Linked DNA regions of Pan troglodytes: region 1 is linked to region 2. Evidence: chromatin contacts called from public Hi-C data. All regions are on one chromosome and are shown on one strand. The core of a region is the stretch at or near the end of the contact, and the rest is flanking DNA. Distances in the headings are between cores, read along the strand shown. Region 1 overlaps MYH13 (myosin heavy chain 13). Region 2 has its middle 64 kb from the start of MYH2.

Region 1 (5,455 bases), core at 72-2,571, 280 kb after region 2:
CAGCTAATTTTTGTATTTTTAGTAGAGATGGGGTTTCACCATGTTGGCCAGGATGGTCTCAATCTCCTGACCTCATGATATGCCCACCTCAGCCTCCCAAAGTGCTGGGATTACAGTCGTGAGCCACCGCGCCCGGCCCTACATTTTCTTTGGGAAGGTAAATGTTGCTGAAATGTCTGTCCTTTCCTGTTGCATTTGCTTCTCCTTAGCTCTGGCACCTACCTCTCTGTTTTCATGTCAATTTCTAGGAATAGCCCAACACTGATACAGAAGCCTGGTGACACCTTAGAAAGCACCTAGTGTGCCCTCTTTATTTTCTAGAAGACTAGAGACTATGGAGATTTCCATGCCTTACCTCAGGGCACCTAGAGCAGGGGCTGGGAGTCACGATCCATGATCAAATCTCAAGTCCCTCCCCACCCACAGGCACATACGGGGCTTGCTGGTTGTTCTCCCGAATCCTCTAGGGCTTCACAGGCACAGGTCCTCTGCTCGCCTGCTGAACAAGGGCCCCTCGGGAGCAGGCTCCAGCCTCTACTCCTCTCATTCTCCTCTTGCAGCAAACCTGGAGCCTGCTAAGTCTGTGCTGCTGACTCACCAAAAGCTGGCTTGCTGCTGTTTTTAAATGTAGGTTTTATTATTGTTAAGGGATGGTGAGGCCAACAGACCAGAAGATGGTTACCATTAAAAAGACAGTCACGGCCGGGCATGGTGGCTCACGCCTGTAATCCCAACACTTTGGGAGGCTGAGGTGGGTGGATCACCTGAGGTCAGGAGTTTGAGACCAGCCTAACATGGCGAAACCCTGTCTCAACTAAAAATACAAAAATTAGCCTGGCGTGGTGGTGCATGCCTGTAATCCCAGCTACTTGGGAGGCTGAAGCAGAATTGCTTGTACCCAGGAGGCGGCGGGTGTAGTGAGCCGAGACTGCGCCACTGCACTCCAGCCTCAGTGACAGAGGGAGACTCCATCTCAAAAAAAAAAAAACACAGTGCTCAAGAGGAGGGGGCCTGCCACAGAGGGCCACGAGGGGAAGCACCAGGGCTAGGTTTGGGGTTGGGGGAGTAAGGAGAAATCACAGGCCAGAGCCTCGAGGGTCGTTCCCATGGGATGGAGCAGGCGAGGCAGCATGAACAGGCCAAGCAGGTTCAGCATTGCCAAGTTTGAATGGTTTCAGCAGGCTTCAAAATGTAGGGACTTTCTCAAGTTGGCCGGTACCCGGGGCCCTGAGGTGACCAGGACAGGGAAGTATTGGCCCAGAGTGTAAGAGCCCTGTGAGAGCCTGATAAAGGTAGGGATCGGGGGTTAAGGGCTTTGGATGGCTGGTTTGCATGTGAAAGACGTGCTTGCAGGAGACTTTTTTGCCATCTCCTGGAATGGCTAGCCCCGGGAAGGGCAGTCTCTCCTGAGCCAGCGAGGAGGCCCCATGATGCCAGATCATCATAAGATACAGCATATTTCAAAAGCATGGCTAATACCACTGCCCACGGAGGCCAAGATGGCTGGAGAAAGGAGTGGGATGGAAGTGATACACTTGGAGAAATAAAGAGGAAAAACCCTTCAGCGGCTGGAGCAGAAGGATGAGAGAATAGCTCAGGGGAATTTTTAGAAGTTTTACGCGTTGGTACAAAAGCAAAGGAGGCCCTTTACGTGGACCTGATAGAAAACATCTCAGGCCGGGTTTAAGGAAAAACAAAGCAAGCCCTAAGAGAACCAGCTCAGGATTCTGAGTCTGCACAAACCAGAGGGGCCCTGTGAGAGAGAAGAGTGCCGTCTCGGCTCTGCTACAGCTTTGCAAAGCCCTTCACCTCTCTGGGCCTCAGTCTCCCCCAGTGCCCCGCCACCCCATAGGATGCCTCTGCGGGAATTAGAAAAGATCTCCCAGTCCAAGTCGGACACGACCCCTAACAGGATGGACAGCCTGGCAAGCATGGTGGCATCTCTGGCCTCCCCACTGTAAAATGATGGTCCTTTCAGCTTTCTTCTGGCTCTAGAAGCTTCAATTCTCTTGTAACTATGCCTTTTTCTCTCTGCTCCCGGTGCTTAAGAAGAAAGAGGCCTCAGCCACATGGTTAAAGCAAGTGTTAATCATGCCTGCTTTCACCATTTTAACCTTTGTACTCATCTTTTCTCTCTCTCTCTTTTTTTTTCAAGACAGGGTCTCACTCTGTCGCTCAGGCTGGAGTGCAGTGGCGCCATCTCAGCTCACAGCTCACTGCAACCTCTGCCTCCCCAGTTTAAGCAATCCTCCTGCCTCAGCCTCCCAAGTAACTGGGATTACAGGGACGCACCACCACACCCAGCTAAGTTTTCGTATTTTTAGTAGAGACGAGGTTTCACCATGTTGGCCAGGGTGGTCTCGAACTCCTGACCTCAGGCGATTCGCCCACCTCGGCCTCCCAAAGTGCTGGGATTACAGGCGTGAGCCATCGCACCGGGCCTGTACTCATCTTAACTCATGTAATCCTCAACCGCCTGATGAAGCAGATACTACAGGTTGATTATCCCTTTATCTGAAATGCTTGGGACCACGAGTGTTGTGAATTTTAAATTTCTGTGGGTATTGGAATATTTGTATGTGCCTAATGAGCTATCTTGGGGATGGGACCAAGTCCAAACACAAAATTCATCTGTTTCATATGGGTCTTATACACATAGCCCTAAGGTAATTTTATACAATATTTTAAATAATTTTGTACGTGAAACAGTTTTGGCTGCGACCTGCCTCATGAGGTCAGTCGTGGAATTCTCCACTTGTGGCATCAGGTTGGAGCTCAAAAGTTTTCAGGTTTTGAGTTTTCTGAATCGGGATGCTCAACCTACATTATTATCCTTATTTTACAAATAAAGAAATTGAGGCAGAGACAGGCCAAGTCCGCGAAGCTAGTAAACAGCATAGCTGGGATCTTAACCACTCAGAATCATCATCTGAGAGCTCATGGGAGTCGAATTAGACCATTTCTAAGGTTCTCTCCACATCGGCGGTTCTATGAATTTTTTAATTATTGTATTTATTTATTTATTTATTTATTTATTTGAGACTGAGTCTTGCTCTGTCACCCAGGTTGGAGTGCAGTGGCACAATCTCAGCTCACTGCAACCTCCGCCTCCCGGGTTCAAGCGATTCTCTTGACGCAGCCTCCCGAGTAGCTGAGACTACAGGCACCTGCCACCATGCCCGGCAAATTTTTGTATTTTTAGTAGAGATGGAGTTTCACCATGTTGGCCAGGCTGGTCTCGAACTCCTGACCTCAGGTGATCCACCCACCTCGACCTCCCAAGTGCGGTGATTACAGGCATGAGCCACTGCACCTGGCCAGTTCTCTGAATGTCTGAGACATTTTCTCCTTGCTCTCAACCATGTTTTCTCTAGAGAATCACCACCTGATAGGACTTTCAGAAATGATTAAATGCCCCATGTCTGCACTGTTCAATAGGGTGGCCGCCGTTACATGAAATGTTTACATTTACATGAAAAGTTTTAAAATGTTAATTAATTTTTAATTTTAATGAATTTAAATGTAAATAGCCACATGTGGCTGGTCACTACTGTATCTGACAGTGCAGCTCTACCAAAGCCTTAAAAATCATCTAATTGTATAGTGATGTCTCCCCACAGCTACCAGGGAACCACGTGGGCATTCTAGAAGCTTCCCTAAGGTTAAGTCAAAGCCAGCCTTGGCCCCACCACTCCCACCCCAGCAACTTAGGGAGCCCACAAAGAGAAGCCATCAGGTTGCCGTAGCCTGTGTCCTCTAACCCCTCATGCAGACCTGAGACAGAATTTTCTCCATCCTAGTTTGATTTGTGCCTGACCCAGGCTGGTTACCACGAGCACCCACATTACCTCCCCAAAGGGGCTTGCCCCTCTAGCTCCTCTCCTTCCAGCCAAGCTCCATTTCTCCCCCAATTCCTATAGCAGGGGCTCAGTGGTCAGCAGATGACCGCCGCCCTACCTTCAACCCCCTTCTGGGTCCCCTCCCACGGCCTCTTCTTTTTTTTTTTTTTTGAGGTGCAGTTTCACTCTTCTTGCCTAGACTGGAGTGCAATGAATGGCTCAATCTCAGCTCACTGCAACCCCCGCCTCCTGTGTTCAAGTGATTCTGCTGCCTCAGCCTCCCAAGTAGCTGGGATTACAAGTGTGTGCCACCACATCTGGCTAATTTTTGTATTTTTCTGTAGAGACTGGGTTTCACCACGTTGGCCAGGCTGGTCTCGAACTCCTGACCTCAGGCGATACACCCACCTCGGCCTCCCAAACTGCTGGGATTATAGGCATGAGCCACCACGCCCAGCCGGCCTCCTCTTCTTTGCTGAGTTACTCTTCTGCAGCCACAGCCTGCAGATTTTTCCATCCCCATCCTTGTGTAGATGCAAGAAGACATCTCGGGTTATCCCATGGGAAGCCCAAGTGCACCCTGTACTCACTCTGCAGCTTTTGCAGCCTTGCTGCAGAGTCAGGGCTGAGGACAGAAAGCACAATGCTTTGGCTCTTACTGCCATGGTTATGGGGTGCTAGCATCTCCCCAAGAGGGTGGGATTATTTCACTGCGGGACCTGCAGGCAGGCTCTAGCCACCCCCAGCCCTCTACCTTGGAGCTGGCACTGACTCTCCCACTCACTGACTCTCCCACTCAAGTGTGGATGTGTTGGAGGGTCTCATGGAGCCTCAGACCGTCAACAACAAATGAAGGGATCACAGGCACACCCCCGGGACGTTCTCTCTCCAGGTGTGATGGACCATTACCTGGTCATGCACCAGCTGCGCTGTAACGGGGTCCTCGAGGGCATCCGGATTTGCAGGAAGGGATTCCCCAGCCGGATCCTCTATGCTGACTTCAAGCAGCGGTAGGTTCCCTCTCTCCTGTGCATCTCTCTCCTTCCGAGGGCACCTTTTGCATTTCCCTAAGACATTTCTTGACCTGGGTATTTGGTGAGCTCCCAAGTCCCCCAGAGTTTCCACAGACTTCATCTCTTGCTAGAGGAACTGATCCCATGCCCACAGTGAGTGGGCCAGCCCAAGTGGTTCCAAATTCAGAGCCCAGACCCTCTAGCCTGATTGTGACTCTAGACCAGGATGTCTCAACTTCTGTACTATGGACATTCAGGCTAGATCGTCCTTTATTGTGGAGGCTGTGCTGGGTGTGGGAGGATTTTAGCAGTAACCCTGCCCTCTACTCAGAGATGTGGTAGCAAACCACACCCCTCCCCACTGAGCTGTGACAATCAAAACTCTGTAGACATTGCCAAATCACACCCAGCTGAGGCCCGCAGCTCTAGACTAACTCTCTCCTCTGAGCCACCATCGGGTTACACAAGTCCGGGCCTTGTCCAGGATGGAGGACAGGAGAGGACCTTCCAGAAGTAGAAGAACCAGGGCCTACAGGTCACGGTTGATTTCAAGGCCTCTTTTAAGCCAGAGAAGAACCATTTCCTCTGAAAGCAAACTTCCCG
Region 2 (5,371 bases), core at 647-3,146:
TGCCACCTAGAGGCAGGAGTGGGTACTGCAGTCCACTGGTAGGATCACAGACTGGGAGACCGGAACATCAAAGGCTTTGCTGGAGTGTAGGGCGCAATCATGACCCGCAGCAGCCTCAACCTCCCAGGCTCAAGCGATCCTCCTGCCTCAGCCTCTGGGACTACAGGCGCACGCCACCATGTTTTTGTTTGTATGTTTGTTTGTTTGTTTGTTCTGCTTTGTTTTTTTTTTTTGAGACGGAGTCTCTGTCGCCCAGGCTGGAGTGCAGTGGTGCCATCTTGGCTCACTGCAAGCTCCGCCTCCCGGGTTCACGCCATTCTTCTGCCTCAGCCTCCCAAGTAGCTGGGACTACAGGCGCCCGCCACCATGCCCGGCTAATTTTTTTTATTATTATTTTTAGTAGAGATGGGGTTTCACCGTGTTAGCCAGGATGGTCTCGATCTCCTGACCTCGTGATCCGCCCGCTTTTAAAATTTTTTTTGTGGAGACAGAGTCTCACTACGTTGCCCAGGCTGGTCTTGAACTCCTGGGCCCAAACGTTCCTCCAGCCTCAAGCCTCCCAAAGTGCTGGGATTACAGGCGTGAGCCACAGCACCCTGCCATAGCTTTAATACTTTAAACCCCAATCTTCTCCCCACCACTGACTCTCCTGTATAAACATCCCAGTAACTTCCAGCTTAAGTTCTTTCAAAGTTATCCCACTTTTTCCAGCAGAGGGCAGCCCCTCCTGGCTAGCAAGATGCTTTGTCACACAGCTGAACTCCCGTTTTGAGAACTCCACCTCCTGACTCTGGGTCTGGGCGCTGGAGACACACACGGAATAAATCTGCTCTCTTGGATCTTCCAGGGTCATTAGACAGCCACCATACTCCTATGAACCCCTGTTCTCTCAAGGTGAAGGAGCTCCAGTTCCTGTATCCTGCCTCCTCCTTCCTAGGCTGGCAAGATCCCTTCATCAGGGATGACACCCAGAATTTAGTCTACAATTTAAAAAAGAATTATAGAGATAATATATGCTCATTATAAAAATACATTTGTAAAACATAAAATAGAAAGTGCCCCTCCCTGTCCATTCTCCTCAATTCCACTGTCTGAAGGATGGACTGGGGTAAGGTGAGGAGGTACCATTGTTAACAGGTTGGTGGCACCCAAAACTGAATGTCATATCTATCTATCTATCTATCTATCTATCTATCATCTATCATCTATCTATCTGCCTACCTATCCATCTATCTGAGACAGGGTCTCACTCTCACCCAGGCTGGAGTGCAGTGGTGCAGTGGCGCCATCTCAGCTCACTGCAGCCTAGACCTCCCTGGCTCAAGCGTTCCTCCTGCTTCAGCCTCCCCAGTAGCTGGGACCACAGGCACTCGCCACCACGTCTGGATAATTAAAAAAATTTTTTGTATAGACAGGGTATCACTATGTTGCCCAGGCTGGTCTCAAACTCCTGGGCTCCAGAAATCCTGCCCCGTCAGCTTCCCAAGGTGCTGGAATTACAGGTGTGAGCCATCGCACCCAGCTGAATGTCATAGTCTTGCAGCAAGAATAACAGCGCCTCTCTGAGCCTCAGTTTCCTCCTCTGTAACGTGAATAATTATAGTACCTGCCTTAAAAGATTTCTGCTACGAAGCAAATTCAAGGCCCTGCATGATGCCTGTCACATGTTATAACTATAACTGAATTGTCTCAGACAATGGGTGGAACCAGATGGAGTCTTGAAGTACATTGACTTTTCCTGCTTATTACACTCACATCACAGCAGAACTGGGTTCATGTGAGTTAGTAAAATTAGTCCTAAAGCCCCAGTGCTGAGGAGAGCTGAGGTGAGTGGTGAGGAAAAGGAGCTCCCACACCAGTCCTTTTAAACCGAGGTGCAGTTGATGGAAATGACCACCAGAGGGCAGGGTTGGGTCACTTATGAGGGGAATCACTTTATGGTCTGTCAAATGCAGGCCCACCAGGGTAGCTGCGGTGGAGGCTGCCTCAATTCTAACCACCTTGGGTTGAGCCTGGGGGTGTCCTGTCTGCTAATCTGCCCAGGTCTGAGCTCAGCAGAATCCCTTAGTGTCAGGTTATCCAAAAGTGGATGTGCCCAGACTCTTCTCTGATTCCCGTCTGCAACTGAGGGTCACTGCAATATATTCAGACTCCAGTTCTGACGTCCCACCACAGGTCCTGCACCTGCATCGTGCCCCTTCCACTCACTCACCTGCACCTGTGGCAGAGCAATCGTAAATTACAGCATTTCCCGCCAAGCCTGGCCTGAGAATCTTTCTCAGCCTCTCATGACAGACCGTGGCTACCGACCGCTCAGTGACATCAGCGGCACCGTCATTCAGCAGATATTTCTGGTACCTCTATGTGCCAAGCACTGTTCTACTTGCCATCCATTCCCCAGCCCAAGTCAGGCCCAACCAAGGATCGGTTTCTCTGACACGGACTGAAATTTCTTGGTCTCTCCAAATTCAGAATGAACCTGGGCTACTCTCTGCAAGGGTGCCCCCACACTTACGGGCTTACCCTGACAACAGGTATAAGATGAGAAGCCCCCCAACCTGAAATTCCCATACTATACTGTAGTTGGACCCTGCCATGCTCCCTTAGCCAAATTCAGAACAGTAACCACTCCCTCCCTGCCAAGTTGACTCATCTAACCTCAAATAACCCCCATAAGAGTCTGACCCAGAGCTGTGACAATACCCTAAATCAGACTCTTCTTCCTTCACCCTATTCCTACCAAGAAGTAAAGAAATACTCACAGAGGTTCCTCTTTCCACGACGGGTTAGATGTCAAACATCCTCTCCCTTCGAACATCCAAATGCTCTTGGAGTTGACAGACACATGCTGTGCCTGCGGGTTTGCATTTAAGAATCTTTTGAGAATGTTTGCTCCTGAAGGAAAAGAAGGGAAAATATTCTTGTAGGATTATGCAATTTTAGAGAAAGGGAAGCTGAACAGGTCCTTGACATGAGCGCTACAGACTATTTTAAGAAAGGGGAGAGGAAGGATACAAGGAATCAAAAGGTTTAACACTGCTTAGATCAGAGAGATCACAAAATATTTGTGGGGGATTTATCACAAAGATGGAATTTAGCTGACTGAATGATATAAGACGCTGAAGATAGCAATGCAAGAAGAAAAGATTTCAGCCTGTTTCATCACTCCAGGAGAAAGGCAGAAACACACCAGAGAGGCTCGCAGTGGAGTGACCTTATGAGGCTGGGTCAAGCGAAGGCGTGAGGGCTGAGGCCTGATCTCATTTATGTACCTATGACCAACTTTGCAGACATGGGGGGACTGGAAAGGAAATAATGGTTAACATGAGAGTTCAGGATCAGAAGACAAAGTGTTCAGCAGTCACCTGGTGGCCCAGCCACAGAGCCCAAAGGGAGCCACATGCACATTAATGGGCCATGGAATCTATAAGAGGCAAACAGGGACCCTATCTAAATATTTCTCGAGGTTGCCATGAGCTTGGCACAATGCCAATCATAATAATCCTAAATCGTAAAGAAAAAGTAACATGCTACTAACTGCACTCTGTTTAAGAGGATAGGAAACACAAAAGACCCCGCATTGTATGAGTCCATGTGAAATGCTCAGAATAGGCAAATCCACAGAGAAAGAAATAGATGAGTGGTTTCCAGAAGGTGAGAGAAGGGGAGAATGGGGAGTGAGTGCTTAATGAGTATGGAGTTTCTTTTGGGGGTGTTGAAATGCCCTAAAATTAGCTTGTGGTGATGATCACACATCTCAGTGAATATACTGTCGTAAAACCACTGAACTTTTAATAGGTGAGTGTTAATGGCATGTGAAACGTGTCTCCTCAAGCTGTAAAATAAAGAGGAGAGAGGGGTATGTGATGCAGCTTCTAAATATCCCATTAGAAATTACTTCAAACCTCAACAACATAAAGGGATTAGATTCATTTACCTGGAGAATTCCCAGTGCGGGAAATTTCATTCTCAGGTAATGCTAGAAAAATGAGGTGTTTCTATATAATCGTCAGAGTTGAATTCAGTAAAGTAAAAAGATTACAGAAAGAAAATATAAAATGTACCCCCAATTCCGTGGAAATGCAGATTCTTACAGATGGCACTCAGAAGATCACGTGGCCATTCAGATCTAATCTCTCATTTAATGGAAGAAAGAGCAGTCTAAAACAGCACAAAATATCTGAAAATAAAAATAGTCTCTTTTGTATCCCAGTTCATCCATGCCCCTCCCTAAAGTAAGCACTGTTTACAGTTTCTTGTGTGCCCTTCCATGAGTGTTCTATTCACATACAGGTACCTACACACACACACACACACACACACACACACACTTCCCCTACAGTCCAGTCAGACTGAAGGTGTAGGAGAAGAAATGTATAAATTAATTTCAAGGAAGAGCTTCCTGAATATATGAGCAAGTCCTCAGAGTTACTCTAACTTTGTTTTTTTTTTTTGTTTTTTTTTGAGACAGAGTCTCGCTCTGTCGCCCAGACTAGAGTGCAGTGGCACGATCTCGGCTCACTGCAAGCTCTGCCCCCCAGGTTCACGCCATTCTCCTGCCTCAGCCTCCCGGGTAGCTGGGATTACAGGCGCCCGCCACCACGCCCAGCTAATTTTTTAATTTTTAGTAGAGAAGGGGTTTCACCGTGTTAGCCAGGATGGTCTCGATCTCCTGACCTCATGATCCGCCTGCCTCGGCCTCCCAATACTCCAACATTTTTACATGGTGGAAGCACTTCCTTTTATTTAAACACACTCAGAAATGGGCAGGGAGTGGTGGAGCCTCACATGTTTATGCCTGCAATCAGAGGTTGGCAACCTATTTGCACATGAGTGACTCTGAGTGACACACCACTGCTCCAGTCAATGGCCTAAAAAGATGTGCCATGCACACAGCTCCATTTGAACCTGCAGCGGCACCTTCCACACTTTCCTCCAGACAAACACCAGCTCCTAGGTAACAAAATACATCTCTGTTTCTCCTATCCTAGGTTTATGTGGAAGCCCTCAAGTTATACTATGGGGGCGGTGGAAGACAGAGATGGTATGTGGAGGATTGCGGCTGACACGCACCGATGGAAGCTTCCATTTTCATGGGGGAAAATGCAGCCCTGGCAAGGTGCACAGGGAAGGTGGCCAAATCTGCGTACGGTGGCTAAGCAGTAAAGGTACTGTCAAGAAAATCACTGTTGGGTACATTCAAGGGGGCAATGGTGACATAATCACAAGGTTCCGCTTCAAGATTGGCTTCCAATCAACTGTAAAGTGAAATATTCGTCTGGCGGGTAATGTGTAGCTCAATGCAAGAACAAGGCTATTGCCTTGAAATATGGTACTGAAATAGAAGGAATACGGTCTCCAACTTGCAAAG

The links. Hi-C and Micro-C count contacts between places; a contact is called where the count stands out from the background.
Region 1: a Hi-C map of induced pluripotent stem cells shows a contact between it and region 2, with 4 times the contacts expected there. The contact joins two enhancer-like sites. A contact is called at or near these places in 4 of 7 Hi-C or Micro-C datasets (induced pluripotent stem cells, a lymphoblastoid cell line and stem cell-derived neural progenitor cells) and 1 of 1 other capture datasets (stem cell-derived neural stem cells).

What each region holds. Positions count from the first base shown.
Region 1 is chr19:60,363,785-60,369,239 of NHGRI_mPanTro3-v2.0_pri, forward strand. It overlaps MYH13 (myosin heavy chain 13), which reads left to right. Exons shown (of 37, transcript XM_054671051.1): 17 at 4,732-4,849. Among named protein-coding and RNA genes, the nearest start is that of MYH13, 29 kb to the left of the region's middle. Within about 2 kb of position 1,322, at least 3 of the 24 cell types and tissues checked have an H3K27ac peak or open chromatin away from gene starts, as enhancers often do. A contact at or near this core is called in induced pluripotent stem cells, where this site is marked.
Region 2 is chr19:60,085,530-60,090,900 of NHGRI_mPanTro3-v2.0_pri, forward strand. No RefSeq gene overlaps it. Among named protein-coding and RNA genes, the nearest start is that of MYH2, 64 kb to the right of the region's middle. Within about 2 kb of position 1,897, at least 2 of the 24 cell types and tissues checked have an H3K27ac peak or open chromatin away from gene starts, as enhancers often do. A contact at or near this core is called in induced pluripotent stem cells, where this site is marked.